Linked DNA regions of Sus scrofa: regions 1, 3, 4 and 5 are each linked to region 2. A link is a contact called in public Hi-C, HiChIP or PLAC-seq and promoter capture Hi-C data. All regions are on one chromosome and are shown on one strand. Each heading gives the region's core, a stretch centred on a gene start, on an enhancer-like site or on the middle of the called end of the contact. The rest is flanking DNA. Distances are from core to core; before and after follow the strand shown. Region 1 holds the start of HECTD3 (E3 ubiquitin-protein ligase HECTD3). Region 2 holds the start of NASP (nuclear autoantigenic sperm protein). Region 3 holds the start of RAD54L (RAD54 like (S. cerevisiae)). Region 4 holds the start of EIF2B3 (translation initiation factor eIF-2B subunit gamma). Region 5 holds the start of RPS8 (40S ribosomal protein S8).

Region 1 (2,700 bases), core at 75-2,574, 530 kb after region 2:
GTGGATCAGAGTTTACCAGGGGCTGGGGAATGAGGGCAATGAGGAGTTACTGCTTAAAGGGTACAGAATTTCTGCTTGGGTTGATGAAAAAGTTTCAGAAATAGATAATTGTACACTTTAAAAATCGGTTAAGATGGCAAATTTTGTTATATAATTTTATCTCTTTTTTTAAAATTTAACACATCAAAACCTATTGAATTGTACTTTTTTTTTTTGCTATTTTAGAGCCACACGTGCAGCATTTGGAAGCTCCCAGGTGGAATCAGAGCTGCCCCCGGAAGCCACAGCTCACAGCACTGCCGGACCCTTAACCCACCGAGTGAGGTCAGGGATCGAACCCGAATCTTCATGGACACCATTCGGGTTTGTTGCTGCTGAGCCACAGTGGGAACTCCAGAATTGTGCCTTTTAGACATGCGCATCATGTGGTCTGTAAACTTTTGAAAAGTGGGTGGGGTAGGAGGACAGTTTCCTTTTCTTCCGTGACTGCGCATCACCAGCGGCCCCTGCCCTTTTTGGTTGGTTGGTCGGTTGCCTCCTTGGCCCCCATCTTGGTCTTTCCTCTTATCTGGCTCAGAAGCACTGGAGGAAAGTGGATAATGATCACCCATGCCCTGGGATTAGGAGTAGCCACCAGGATCAAGCCCGAATGACTCAAGACTCCTGTCAGCAGCTGGACTGTGGGACTGTGGAAAGGGTCATTTCCCAAACATTTTAGCCGCACTGCCCCTGGGGTGAGAGCCTGAGATTTGTAAGGATTCTTCCTGTTGGAGTTCCATCGTGGCTCAGTGGTAATGAGTCTGACTAGTACGCGGACTAGGAGGACTAGTACTAGGAGGACAGGAGTTGGATCTCTGGCCATGCTCAGTAGGTTAAGGATCCGGCGTTGCTGTGAACTGTGGTGCAGGTTGCAGATCCGGCTCAGATCTGGCAGTGCTGTGGCTTAGGCCGGCAGCTGCAGCTCTGATTCGATCCCTAGTCCGGGAACGTCCATATGCCACAGCTGGGGCCATAAAGGAAAAAAAAAAGGATTCTGGTTGTAGTGTGGCTCACTGGAGCGAGGAGGCAAAACGAGAGGCTGGAGGATCTGAGAAAGAAATAGCTGTTGCAATGACCCAGGCTAGATAGGACGGGGCTTGAATGAGGATAACAGCGGTGGGGATAAAATGGTGGTAGCAATGGGGATTGCGGGGGTAGACAGATCTAGCAGAAACTACTGAACTTGGGTCTCACTGGCTGAAGAAGCAGCACAGAAGTAGGTAACACCATTGAGGACCTGAGTACACAGAGCAATACGGCGGGACTCTGAGGCGCTCTTAGTCCAGAACATACGGCGAAGGCTGACGGAAGGCGGGGCCGCGCGTGGTGGGAAGCCCGGTCCGCGTTCCCGGCCGCCGCTCCTGGGGCCGCCTCGCCTCTGGGTTTCCCCGGGACAATTCGCTATGGCGGGGCCGGGCCCGGGCGCGGCTCTGGAGTCCCCGCGGCAACTGCTGGGCCGCGTGCGCTTCCTGGCAGAAGCAGCGAAAAGCCTCCGCGCCGGGCGGCCGCTGCCGGCGGCTCTGGCTTTCGTGCCGCGCGAGGTGCTCTACAAGCTTTACAAGGACCCGGCGGGACCGTCGCGCGTGCTGTTGCCCGTGTGGGAGGCGGAGGGCCTGGGGCTGCGTGTGGGAGCCGCGGGCCCGGCCCCCGGTACCGGTTCCGGGCCCCTCCGTGCCGCCCGTGACAGCATCGAGCTCCGGCGCGGTGCCTGCGTGCGCACCACGGGCGAGGAGCTGTGCAACGGCCACGGGCTCTGGGTGAAGCTGACCAAGGTGCGAGAGACCCCGGGGCCAGGGAAGTCCTTGGCTGCGCCTCTCCCTTCCCCCACACCGAGCGGGCATTGCGTTCGGTGCCCTTTGCCCTGGGCTGGGCAGGCAGGCCGCTGACAACTGTTCCCATCCGGCTGGTCCCGGCAGGAGCAGCTGGCAGAACACCTAGGCGACTGCGGGCTGGACGAAGGCTGGCTGCTGGTGTGCCGCCCGGCGGAGGGCGGGGCCCGCCTCGTACCCATCGACACTCCCGACCACCTCCAGCGGCAGCAGCAGCTCTTCGGAGTGGACTACCGCCCGGTGCTCAGGTCCCGCACGGGAAAGGGGCGGGGCTTGCTGTGGGAAGGCCGGCTCCGGGTCTGGCACCGCCGGGCGGCGCCTCCGGAGCCCAGTCGGGGTTTAGAGCAGGAAGGGGCGGGACCTGAAGGGAGCTGGGGTGGGGCTCATGGAGGCGTGGTTTGGAGGAGCTAGAGCTCTGGAGAAGGCTCCAGGGTCTCCTGCTACCTGCTCTCTCGCTACCTGCTGATGCCTCCCCAACCGCGTATCCCGTTCTGTGCGCACAGATGGGAACAGGTGGTGGACCTGACATACTCGCATCGCCTGGGATCAAAGCCTCAGCCGGCCAAGGCATACACAGAAGCTGTACAAAGGCTACTGTGAGTGAGCTGGGTGGGACGGGGAGGAAGGCCCTCCAGGCCTGCGCCCGTCCTAATTAGGGGCTTGGGGTTGCTTAGCTACGTGCCCCCGACGTGGACCTACGAATGCGACGAGGACCTTATCCACTTCTTGTACGACCACCTGGGCAAGGAGGATGAGAACCTGGGTAGCGTGAAGCAGTATGTGGAGAGCATAGACGTTTCCTCCTACACGGTGGGTGCTGGGACTCCTCCAC
Region 2 (2,700 bases), core at 52-2,551:
TCATGCAATTTCCTCTCAAGTAAGCTTTGGGGAGGGGGGATAAATAATGAGGGAATAAACAAAATACTGGGGTTTACTCCAGACTCTGCCACATAATAATGTGGATTCTTTTTCTTCGAATGAAACAGCCAGTTTTCTTTCACTGTTCGAAAAATACCTGTGTCTGAGTGTCACTGCGCTGCTTTCGCAGCACTCACGTCTTCTATCACCCCTCCAGTCCTTCCATTATACTTCGCCCATTCTCCTAGCAACCCGACACCGCTGCAAGCGAGGAGACCTCCACGCAGAGCTACGAGGTGCTTCGCTCCCCGATAAGGTCCCCCAGCAGCAGCCAAGCCCCTCGCCAGAACTCCCAACTCCCAAAGAGCCACAGAAAAGAAACAGTAACCAAGAACACGGCCACCTAAGGAGAAGAGGACAGAGCGACCCGGGAGACCGCGGGAACAGGCGTCCACGCGCCCCGCCGCGGAAGTCCGAGGGGCAGGGCGAGCCGCACGGCCCCAAACAATGGAGTTTTCCCGCCTCCTCCGGGGCCCGCCCCCCGCTCCGGGGCGGGCGGAGGGCGGCGAGCTCGCGAGCGCACGACCCCGCCCCCGGGAGGCCCCGCCCCCTCCGACCCACCGGCCCGGCCTCCCTCCTCGTGCAGGGTTTTTTTTTTTTCCCTTTTTTTTTTTGGCGCCAAATCTCCGTGGGTTGTTTTCCTGAGTTGTTTGAGGATCCTATCGGAGGCCCCGGAGTGGGGGGACACCAGGGCGTGAGGGCCCACTGCCACGCCGGGGCCCCGCCGAGAGCCCCGGGCCGGGGAAGGAAGGAGAGGGGCAGGCGATGGAAACTGCCGCCGCTGCCCCCGGCAAGATGGCGGCCGCAAAATGCGGGGCAGGGGGCGCCAGGCGACCGGTGTTCCTGCTGCGGAGCACGGTCCTCTGCAAGAGGTGGGCTGCTCCCGTGTCAGGGCCTCCCGGTGATAGCGACCGTGCCTCACGGGGAGGCACGTCCTCCCACCCTCCGGTCTGTCCCTCCCGCGGAGCCTCCGTCCACCACCCCCTCTCCGCGGACTGGCCAGTGCCTCAAGCTCTCTACCGTCCAGCTTACTTGTCGGCGGAAACCAGCTCCGTGGTGATGGCGGCAGTAGCGGTGGACTCTGCGGCCATCGTTACCCTGAGACGGTGGACCAGCGGACGGAACAGAGCCTGTGAGAAAAACAGGGAATTAGGAAAGCCTAGGACTTAACCGGGGACAGAAAATGGCAGATTGGAGACCCCGCGCGGCTGGGTCCTCTTATATACCGGGGCCTTCGCTCCGCCCATCCACTTCCGGACCCTCCCCCTCGAGTTTAAAGGGCCAGGACTCAGCCCCAATCCAGCCCAAGGACATACCCCGCCCTCACTGGTTCTGCAGTGTACCTTTCGTCCCTGTCCCGCCTTCCTCGAAAAAAGCTACTTCCTGCTTCTCTAGCAAGTCGCGTATAAAAAAGAACGAGAATCTTGGTACTATAGCTCCTGACTGGACCTCGGCCAGAGGCTTCCAGAGGAGGGGAAGCTGGTGCTGCTCTGCATATTTAGAGCGAGTCGTCGAGAGTCTCTTTCTAGCCTGGATTTTCAGGGAGGTAACTGAGACTTTCGGCCCGCCCTCTCAGTCGTAACGGATGGACACGCAGGAGCAGAGCACGGATACAGCAGCAACGGCTAGAACTGATCGGGTGAAGAGACGCGTGGTTCAGAGCCTCAGCAACAGCTGACGCGAGAAGAAGCTGTCCTAGGATTGGCCACTGCTGAAACTACCGCGCTGGATTCAAAGCTCAGGGCTGAGGCAGGACGCGGCGGGCTCCTCCCTCTGAACCCGCCCCCTTGGGCTGGCCCAATCCGCTGATGCCATCCTCTTAGGCCCTACCCAGACTCCAAATCTAACTAGCTCTTTTTGTATGTTCCTAGCTGCAGTTTATCTTTTTTTTTTTTTTTTTTTTTGTCCCTTATGTGCGAGGGTGCTGTACTTGGACACTTTAAAGCTATCAGCTGTCTTCCTTAATCTTAACAGCAACGCTGCTAGTGACAACGGTGTTATCAGACCCCTTTGGTAATAATAGAAACCAAGGTTCGGAGAAGGTGTGACTTGCTCAGAAAGTTGCAAGACAAGTCGTTTATGGAAAGTAATGTGATTCGTTTCCTGCAACTGGCTGAATGGAAGATACCTGGCAGGCTGAATTGATTGTACTTCCTCACACCTGGAGCGTCATGCATTGCCTTCCACCATGGCCTTGCCTACAGCGATTAGAACAGGAATTTCATTTCCATCCAGGTTCAGACATACTGGGAAAGATGGCTAGGGAGGATTTGAATCCCAGTCTGCCAAGACTCAGGCAGTTTGAAATCTTTGGGGATATGGAGCTAGACCTGCAAATGGCAAATTCCTGTAGCAAGTAAACGTGGGCTCTGTTTTTAGCTGGGTTACCTGAGCCCAGTCATGTAACCTTAGAAGACTGCATAAAATGAGGACAATATTAGTATCCACTCTTTAAGAATACTGTGAGACTTAGAGATAATGCTTGCTTCAACAATCAGCACTATGCCTGTGTCATGCTAACCATTTACTAAATGGCTACCATAGTCTGGTGACACAGTACTGGAACACTGGGCTCTAGAGAAGGACACTCTCTCCAGAGTCCTTGCAGCCAGGGGTAAGGCCTGAGAAATCCAGTCCAAA
Region 3 (2,700 bases), core at 184-2,683, 620 kb before region 2:
CTTATTAAGTAGAGTTCCTGCTGTGACACAGTGGGATCGGCAACATCTTGGGAGCGCTGGGACCCAGGTTTGATCCCCAGCCTGGCACAGCGGGTTAAGGATCCAGCACTGCGGCAGCAGTGAATGAAGTAGCCTGTGAAGGGCAAGTCCAGCAGTAGCATGAGGTCATGCTGGCCCCATATCTTAGCTCCAAAAGCTCGAAGGAATGAATGAGCAAACGTTTGCTTCCCTCCCTGAATTTATCAATGGAGGGACAGGAGTGCAGCTGATCCCAGCTCAGGCCACTCTCCAGTCTGTCCACACCATGGCAGTGAGAACACCAGCACCAAAAGCATTTTCTGGAGCAAGCCAGCAGCAGACCACAACAAGTGCAACCCCAAGTTCAAGTCTGAGACCCATGTAAGTGGCAAGGGGCAGCCAATGTGCCTCTCTCACAGGTAGAGGAGCCTCCTGCACGCCAGCTACAGAGCCAGCCCCACTGAGCCATCAGACAAGAACTCACTCGAGCCAGCTTGCCAAGGTATTTGAAGCTATAAGACACACCTGAAACCAAACACCAGGGGGTCTCCTTTTCCCCCCACCCCCCCAAGGGAGCCAATCATCTCTTGTTTCGGAACATCCTTTACTACCGGGAAAACTGAGGCATGTGAGCTTCTAGTGAGCCCCTGAGTATCATTTTATTTATCTGGTTAAATGCCTGACACACAGTAAACAGTCATTGAAGGTTCTGAAGGGGTTCATTCCATGGAACCCAGGATTCCTTGCTGCTTAAACAGTCCTGCACCCCCACCTTCCCTGTCCCCTTGAGGGCAGAGTACTTACCGCTGCTCCAGGTTGCCAATCTTCACCATCAGAGGGTCTAACTTCCGGCTTTCTTTTGGCCAGCTGGCTGGGAGCTAAGCTCCTCCTCTGGAAGGAAAGAGGCAGTGGAGCCCAACAGCCCTAGCCATTGGGCTAGCCAGTCTCCTCTAGTCCCATACTTACCATCCTGCGCCCAGGAGCATAAAACGTCAGGTACCCATTAGCCAAAGGTCAAAGGCACCCAGCAGCTGAGGACGCAGAACCAGCCTGGTAAAAGGAGGGCCGCTACATAATTGAGAGCATGGGCTCTCAAAGAGGAAGCACGGACGGAGGGAATCCAGCCAGGGGCTGAGGTCTGGGCCCAAACTCTGAGAGGGTCGGCCGCCAGTTAGCCAAGGCGGGAGAGCAGGCCAAGAAGGAAGTATCCAAACAGAAACGAGTAGAGGTCTGGGATGGGGGGAAGACACAGATGGAGCACTAAACTGGGCAGGGCGGAGTCAGGATAAAGGTCCCCGGGGGATGTGAAGGCAGGGGACAGTTGCGGGGGGCGGGGTAATAACAGGCCAGAAGAGAGGCTGGGGGGCCGGAATCCGAGGCCTGGGAACGGCGAGTCCGGACAACGGGATTTCCCGGCTCGGAGTGCAGATGCTGGACAGCGGGAGGCAGGGCAGGGATTCAGGCAGAACAAGAAGACCCGCGCTTGGGAGGGGAATCCAGGAGTGGCCGGAATGAAGAGCAGAGCGGATTCCCCGCGCAACCCTCCGGCTCAACCTTCCTCTTTCCGAAGCGCGCGTTAACAGCCGCCCGGACTCCCCGGACCCGCCAGGCCCGGTCAATCGAACCTCCCGCGGCGGCGCCGCCGCACCACCCATTGGCTGCGTTCGATGCGTTCGGCGCTCGCGACCCAAGGGGAGGGGCGGGGCTCGGGCCTCGGTCGCCGAGAGCCGCCGGCTCTGGACCTGGAGTGGCTGAACGGACCCGCGGGGGGTGGGGCTTAGGGGGAAGGGCGGGGCCCGCAGTGGCGGGAGCGGCGGGCCAGGTGGGCGGGGTCGGCCGGGCCCGCGGGGCTTCGGGGCGGGGACGCGGGGGTTTGGCTCCAGCTCCGGGCGTTTGAGGGAGGGGGTGGGCTGCTCCGGCAGCTACTGTGGTGGCAGTTTTGCTCAGACCGCGGAGGACTTGCCTTCTGCCCGCAGAAGCCTGGGAAAGGCGCACCTGCCTGTGCTGCACCTGGAGTGCAGCTGGGGGTTGGAGTCCGTTGCAGCTCCCTTCACCCACAGACTGGAGGAGGGAGTTTTTCTGCCTGGTCTCCCTACCACGTGGTCGACTTGGGCAGTGAAGGTCTCCAGAGGACGTGATTTTAAGGTCTGGAGTATCTTTGAGGAAGCTTTTCTTTCCTAGGTAAAAATGGGTGTGTGGGGGGGGGATTCATTTAATTTTTTATATGGGAGTATAGTTGATTTACAATGTTATGTTAGTTTCAGGTGGTTTTGTTTTTATTTGTTTATTTTCTCGCTAGGGGTCCAGTCCGAGCTGCAGCTGCCGGCCTGTGCCACAGCCACGCCAGATCTGAGCTGCATCTGAGACCTCTGCTGCAGCTGGTGGCAAAGCCAGATCCTTAACCCGCTGAGCGAGTCCAGGGATGGAACCCACATCCTCATGGATGCTAGTCAGGTTCTTAACCCACAGAGCCATATGGGAGCTCTAAATTTTTAAGGCTTCATGTATTGATCCTTTTAACATTATAAAATAACCCTCTTAGAGTTCCTGCTGTGGTGCAGTGGGTTAAGAATCTGACTGCAGTGGCTCAGGTCACTGCAGAAGTGTGGGTTTGATTCCTGGCTCAGTGCAGTGGGTTAAAGGATCCAGTGTTGCTGCAGCTGCTGCATAGGTCAAAGCTAC
Region 4 (2,700 bases), core at 21-2,520, 550 kb after region 2:
CTGACCACTCCGCTTGGAAGGCTTTTACTCAAAATATCCACCTGACTCACACTCTTCAAGAAAATATCCACCTGACTCACGCTCTTCAAGATCTTGTTCGATGTCACCATCTCAGTGAGATCTTCCCTAATTCCGCGTCCCCAACCGTTTTGATGGATTAAAGGCGGATGTTGTCCACACCAAAATAGTCTGGTTTAGAAAGCCAATGTCGGAGTTCCCGTCGTGGTGCAGTGGTTAACGAATCCGACTAGGAACCATGAGGTTGCGGGTTCGGTCCCTGCCCTTGCTCAGTGGGTTAACGATCCGGCGTTGCCGTGAGCTGTGGTGTAGGTTGCAGACGCAGCTCGGATCCCGCGTTGCTGTGGCTCTGGCGTAGGCTGGTGGCTACAGCTCCGATTCGACCCCTAGCCTGGGAACCTCCATATGCCGTGGGAGCGGCCCAAGAAATAGCAACAACAACAAAAGACAAAAAAAAAAAAAAAAAGCCAACGTTGAGTCCCCATATTAGGCATCACTGGACATAGAAAACCTTGGCAATCGTTGGCCTGCAAGAGATTTGGTGATTTCTCCACTGGGGAGCCCCACATCGCAGAGTGTGGTTGGGGACCGATCCTAGAAGGACAATTGCCTTAAGGAAGAGACTGCGGCTGTTCCAGCCTGAGTTTCAAGGACCCCTGCACCGCGAGGGACGCTCCCTGTATTGTGGAAACCGCAAAAACCGTGGCAATGGAAGGAGACAAACAGCACTCAGATCTATGGAAAAGCAAGATTTATTCAGCACCGGTGAGGGCTCAGAGGAGACACCTCCAGAGTCTGAGCACCAGGTCTTTGTTCTCAGTAACTTTTATACACTACAAGGGCTTGCTTTTGCCATGTAAGCATCCCGGACCTCCCCCCATCCCCAAGCAGACAGTGTTCCTCCCTAAGAAACTGAGCCAGCAAGGTTACAGAAGCGGAACTGATAAGCAATGCTGGGTACCTGATTAGCAGGGCTGCTGGCTGGGACAGAGGGCACACAGTTGTTACATTATTACAAGAAGGGTGGTATAGTGACGAGCACAGCTGAAAGGCTTGCAGCTGCCTTCTTAGCCAAGGGGTGGGGGTTGTTCTTTAGTTAAAACTCCATTTCACCCGGACATTGATGACATGTGAACGGACTTAAAGCCACAGGGAGCGCCGCCGGCCGCTCTCCTCCGCTCCCCCCAGCAGCGCGCTTCTGGCCGTCATCTATCATTCGGCGCTCATCCCTTCTCCGCGGGCCTGCCCGGCGCGTCCCATCGATCTGTTCGGCCATCGCGCGCCTGCGCCTTTGGGCTGTCAGGCAGCGGCGGCGTGGGGAGCGTTGGGAGCGGTGGCGGCGCGCGACCCGAGGTAAAGCCGAAGCTTCTGCGCTGCCAGGCCGCGCGCGAGTTGGCTGGCCGCGGGAGCCGCGCGGTGGAGGCCGCCGAGCCCCGCTTCCCCGGAGGGGGTCGAGCTCCTGGAGCCCGGCCGAGCAGGGCCTGAGCGGGTGGCGGAGGTGCGGAGCCCCGGAGTTGCCGGCTGGAGCGCCTGCCCGACCTGGCCGCGGAGCCAAGTGCCCCAACTAGAAGGGCGCTCGGCGAGAATCCGAGCCAACCACCTTGTGCAACAGGTGGAGGAAACGGAGTTTCAGGGTCTGCTAGAAGTCTCATCCAGGGAGCTTCAGACCCAGGACCAGGCGCCCTGAGGACAGTGCCTGAGCTCTGCTCACTTAAGCCCTTTGTTCATTGATGCTGTGTTTAGTTGTTTAAGTGCAAGACAGTGGACTACAAAGAGGAATGCAGTCAGGTCTCGCTGAGAGGATAACTATGATATGATGTTTTATCTTGCCAGTTTTCGAAGGGAGAAGGCAGTGAGTGCTCTGACGGAGGCAGGTCTGGGGTGCCATGAACACCCCCTCTTAAAACTTTTGTGCTCTCTGTCCCAGCCATTGAGTGGCCAATGAATCTTTGCCTTGATTCCCATCGTCCAGAGTCATGGCAGTGACATTGAGACGTTTGACGGATTGCCTGGTGTCATGGAAAGTCATGTCCATGATTACCCCCCGGGCCTCATGGAGAGCAGGAACCTCAGATCGAGGTGACCTGGGTTCTGATGTCACTTCTGCACATGTTTGAACTTGACTCTTACATGGGGTTGTTGTGAGGTTCGCAGGTGCTTATTCCACAAACACTGATTGAGTGCCTGGCCAGGTGCTGGGAATACAGGGATGACAGTCAGGGAACTCGCAGGAAATAGCAAGTGGATGATAAAGCTTGTAAAGGCAGAGATGCTATGTACATAGCAGAGTGGAAGCATCTAAGGGGAAAGGAGTTAGTTGCTTCTACCAGGAGAGTGGGAAGGGTTAGGAATGGCTTTTTAGGCAAGATGATTCTTGAACTGAGTCTTAAAAGTTTAATAGGTGGATTACATACAGGAGAAGGGCCGCTTAGGAAGCAAGAATAGCAATACAGGGACCAGAATTATGCAACATCGTGGTTCAGTTGGCACAGAAGACTTTCATGATCTGTCTAATAATATCAAACATGGATACACTGCTTGTCACGGGATTAACATTATTTTGTGTGTTTTACGTAGATTAACTCATTTAATATTTACCCTGTGAAGTAGAAACTAATTATCCTTATCTTAGAAAATTCAGAAAACACAAAGGCGAGGGAAGAGGGAGTGGGATGGACTGGG
Region 5 (2,700 bases), core at 152-2,651, 750 kb after region 2:
ACCGAACCATGAGGCATCATGCACCTTCTAAAATCCCATCTTTCCAGACATGGCTGGTATCCACACATACAGTCTCTAGATTCAGCCCCAATCTCAGGCTACAGGAGTTAAGAGGCAGGACAGACGGAAACAACTCCCCACAATCCCAAAGTCTTTCGACAAAAGAAAGCTCAGTATCCTGGTCCAGGCCATGGCTTCCTGCTACAAGCACTTACTGTAGCTTAGAAAGGTTTAGGTGCTGAGTTCCCACCCACGCCTGGAGGGCCTCCACTCACACTCGGAGCCCCAGGAGAAGTTCCCCACGTCCAGCCTCAAGGCCCGGTACTTCTTGTTACCTCCCCGCACACGGACTGTGTGTATGCGGCGAGGGCCAATCTAGAAAACACAAGGAGACAGGAGGAACCAGGTTATTAGAGAGCAAGAGCCGACAGAGAAAGGAAAGCAAGCCGGATGGAGGCAACACAGTCAGTGTAACTATGACACGTCCTAGCATTGGCAAGTGGTACACAAATGACCAAGACGGCCACAACCACGCCTAAGGATCCTTTTTTCATCACTCTCGTCGCCTCCACGAGGAAAAGCCTGATTCCCAACACTGCATTACCTCTCCATGCACCAGCAAGACCAAGTGTCCGACTACGACTGCGGAGCCCACTCCCTCCAGGCACTCCCAGGACACAGCGGCTGTCTCCGTGCAGCCCTAATTATTCCCGACACGCAGAGGCCGACCGCACATCGCAGAGCCCCACAGAGATACAACTGCCCCCGAGGGGACCTTCTCCCCGGCGCTGGGGCCCCGCACGCACCTTGGTGTTTGCAGCGGGGCGTCCCAGCTCATACTTCCGCTTCTTGTGGTAGGGCTTTCTCTTGCCCCCAGTCTTGCGGCGCTTGTGCCAGTTGTCCCGAGAGATGCCTACGGGTGAGAGCGGAGGAGCGGCAGCCTGAGTCAGGGAACCCGGGGCCGGGCCCGGGCAGCCCAGCGGCCCGCGCGGGCGGCCGCACGCTCAGCTCTCCAAGGTTGGATCCCCCACTGCGAAGTCGGGAGGTCACAGCATTTCTGAGTTGTCATCATGCACGTGCGGCCCGGCCGGGCCCCCTTCCCGCCTCGACCCCGGCAGCCATGATGGGGCCGCTCGCGGCTCCGAGCCCGGCGGTCCCCGCAGCGACTTCGGCGGCCCGAGCCCAAGCATCACGCTTCTCGCGGAGGCTCGAAGCTGGGAGCCCGGGCGCCCGTGCTCTCAGCTGGGCCGCGAGGCAGGATGGCGCCGGATTGAGCTCACGCCCCGACCCCGGGCCCGCGGCAGAGCGCCACTCACCCATCGCTCGGCGCCGGCTGGAAAGAGAAAACGCAGCGCGTCACGGTCCGGTTTGTAAAACGCAGCCCCGCCTCCTGACGTCTCTTCCGGGCGACGCGCGGCGCGGCCTGGAGCCGGAGGGCGGCCTTGCTTACGCGCTCGCGGCGGCGCCGCGGAGGCCTCGGGCGGGGAGGCTCTGAGGGCGCTGCCGGCGGGCGGGGCCTGGCGCGGGTCCTGGGGGCTCGGGTGGGCGCTCGCCTGGCCCCCTGTTTCACAAAGACCCCTGTTCGCAGCCATTGCGGCGGTCCTGAGGGGGCTGCGGGGGAGGGCGGAGGCGCTGGACGGGGACGTAGAGGTGGACTTGGGCTTCGCTTCGAAGGGTTTGCTTTAGGGCGTCTGAATTTCTCAGGGGACCCGTTGCGCGACTCTTGGTGCTGTTCAGTGAGAAGGTGGGCGCTGTCCTGGACGCGGTCCTGGTGCGCTCCGGATGCCTCTGGCAGGTGGGAGTGACAGGTAGCTGGGTGTTCGTGTCCGCTAGAGAAGGGGTCTGGCCAGACGATGCTACTTCGGGAAGCAAAGCCACCGGAATGAACGGAACCTCGGGACAGGGCCTAAGGAAACTCTTCCTGTAAAGGGTCAGCTAATACTGAGAGAGTATTAACTCAGGTCGTCAGTGGAGGAGCCTGGGCTTGGATGCATGCTTTGATATGGCCATTGATTCCCGCTGGTGGCTTAAGGGCTCCAGGGAGTAACATCCTCACAGGCCTTGTTGACTCTAGGGAGGGTACCTCGCCCGGATGGACATGGACCCCTCATCCCCTGTGGCTCTGTTTACGGGAAGAAAAGGACAAAGAAACTATGAGACTTAGGGGACATTTCCACCCCTAAGACCCCACTGGACAAGGACTGATATGGGTAATTGAACAAGGCCAATGGGAGAAGACCGCATCTCTCTGGACCCCCACGTTGGTACCCCCCCATCCTTAAGAGATAAAAACCACTATGGGACAATAGAGAAGGGGGGCTCTTCTCCCCCTCTCCTAGCACCCCTGGGAGCTATCTGCTTTCTTTTAATAAAGATGTTGCTTGCTTGCTGCCTGTGTGTTCGCGGAGTTCACTCTTTGACTGCCGTGAACAAGAATCCGGATTCCAGGATCATCTTTCCCGTATCAATACTTCAGCCTTTGTGGGCTGTAAGGTCCTTGTCACGACCACTCAATTTTGCTTCGTAGTGTGAACGCAGCCATGGACAGTAGTAAAAGAGCGCACGTGGCGGCGCAGGAGTAAAACTTCGTGGATACTGAGATTCACCTGTCCTGAAACAAACATGATTTTTTTGCCCCCAAACATTCAAAACATAAAAACCATTCTTAGTGCATGGACCCTGTCAGCGTGCAATAATAGT

Evidence for each region. Promoter capture Hi-C pulls out the DNA fragments that hold promoters and counts their contacts. A called contact is a pair of places that touch in the nucleus more often than the background predicts. HiChIP or PLAC-seq counts read pairs in DNA pulled down with a chosen protein or histone mark.
Region 1: a Hi-C map of subcutaneous adipose tissue shows a contact between it and region 2, with 1.6 times the contacts expected there. The contact joins the promoter of HECTD3 here to the promoter of NASP in region 2. A contact is called at or near these places in 4 of 47 Hi-C or Micro-C datasets (embryonic fibroblasts, mesenteric adipose tissue, skeletal muscle and 1 more).
Region 3: a contact with region 2 is called in an H3K27ac HiChIP or PLAC-seq map of skeletal muscle, with 5 times the contacts expected there. The contact joins the promoter of RAD54L here to the promoter of NASP in region 2. A contact is called at or near these places in 1 of 5 promoter capture datasets (liver) and 1 of 2 datasets of contacts at active chromatin or transcription factors (skeletal muscle).
Region 4: a promoter capture Hi-C map of liver shows a contact between it and region 2, with 2.8 times the contacts expected there. The contact joins the promoter of EIF2B3 here to the promoter of NASP in region 2. A contact is called at or near these places in 1 of 5 promoter capture datasets (liver) and 1 of 47 Hi-C or Micro-C datasets (embryonic fibroblasts).
Region 5: a contact with region 2 is called in an H3K27ac HiChIP or PLAC-seq map of alveolar macrophages. The contact joins the promoter of RPS8 here to the promoter of NASP in region 2. A contact is called at or near these places in 1 of 5 promoter capture datasets (fetal liver) and 1 of 2 datasets of contacts at active chromatin or transcription factors (alveolar macrophages).

Annotation. Positions count from the first base shown.
Region 1 is chr6:166,331,960-166,334,659 of Sscrofa11.1, forward strand. HECTD3 (E3 ubiquitin-protein ligase HECTD3) reads left to right here and starts at 1,325. Exons shown (of 21, transcript XM_021096755.1): 1 at 1,325-1,811; 2 at 1,956-2,116; 3 at 2,372-2,464; 4 at 2,543-2,678. The coding sequence starts at 1,443.
Region 2 is chr6:165,803,677-165,806,376 of Sscrofa11.1, forward strand. It overlaps NASP (nuclear autoantigenic sperm protein), which reads right to left and starts at 1,302. Exons shown (of 14, transcript XM_021096741.1): 1 at 1,093-1,302. The coding sequence starts at 1,151.
Region 3 is chr6:165,183,208-165,185,907 of Sscrofa11.1, forward strand. RAD54L (RAD54 like (S. cerevisiae)) reads right to left here and starts at 1,434. Exons shown (of 18, transcript NM_001123183.1): 1 at 985-1,434; 2 at 823-909. The coding sequence starts at 987.
Region 4 is chr6:166,352,648-166,355,347 of Sscrofa11.1, forward strand. EIF2B3 (translation initiation factor eIF-2B subunit gamma) reads left to right here and starts at 1,271. Exons shown (of 12, transcript XM_021096758.1): 1 at 1,271-1,371.
Region 5 is chr6:166,551,888-166,554,587 of Sscrofa11.1, forward strand. RPS8 (40S ribosomal protein S8) reads right to left here and starts at 1,402. Exons shown (of 6, transcript XM_003128060.4): 1 at 1,317-1,402; 2 at 807-913; 3 at 276-375. The coding sequence starts at 1,320.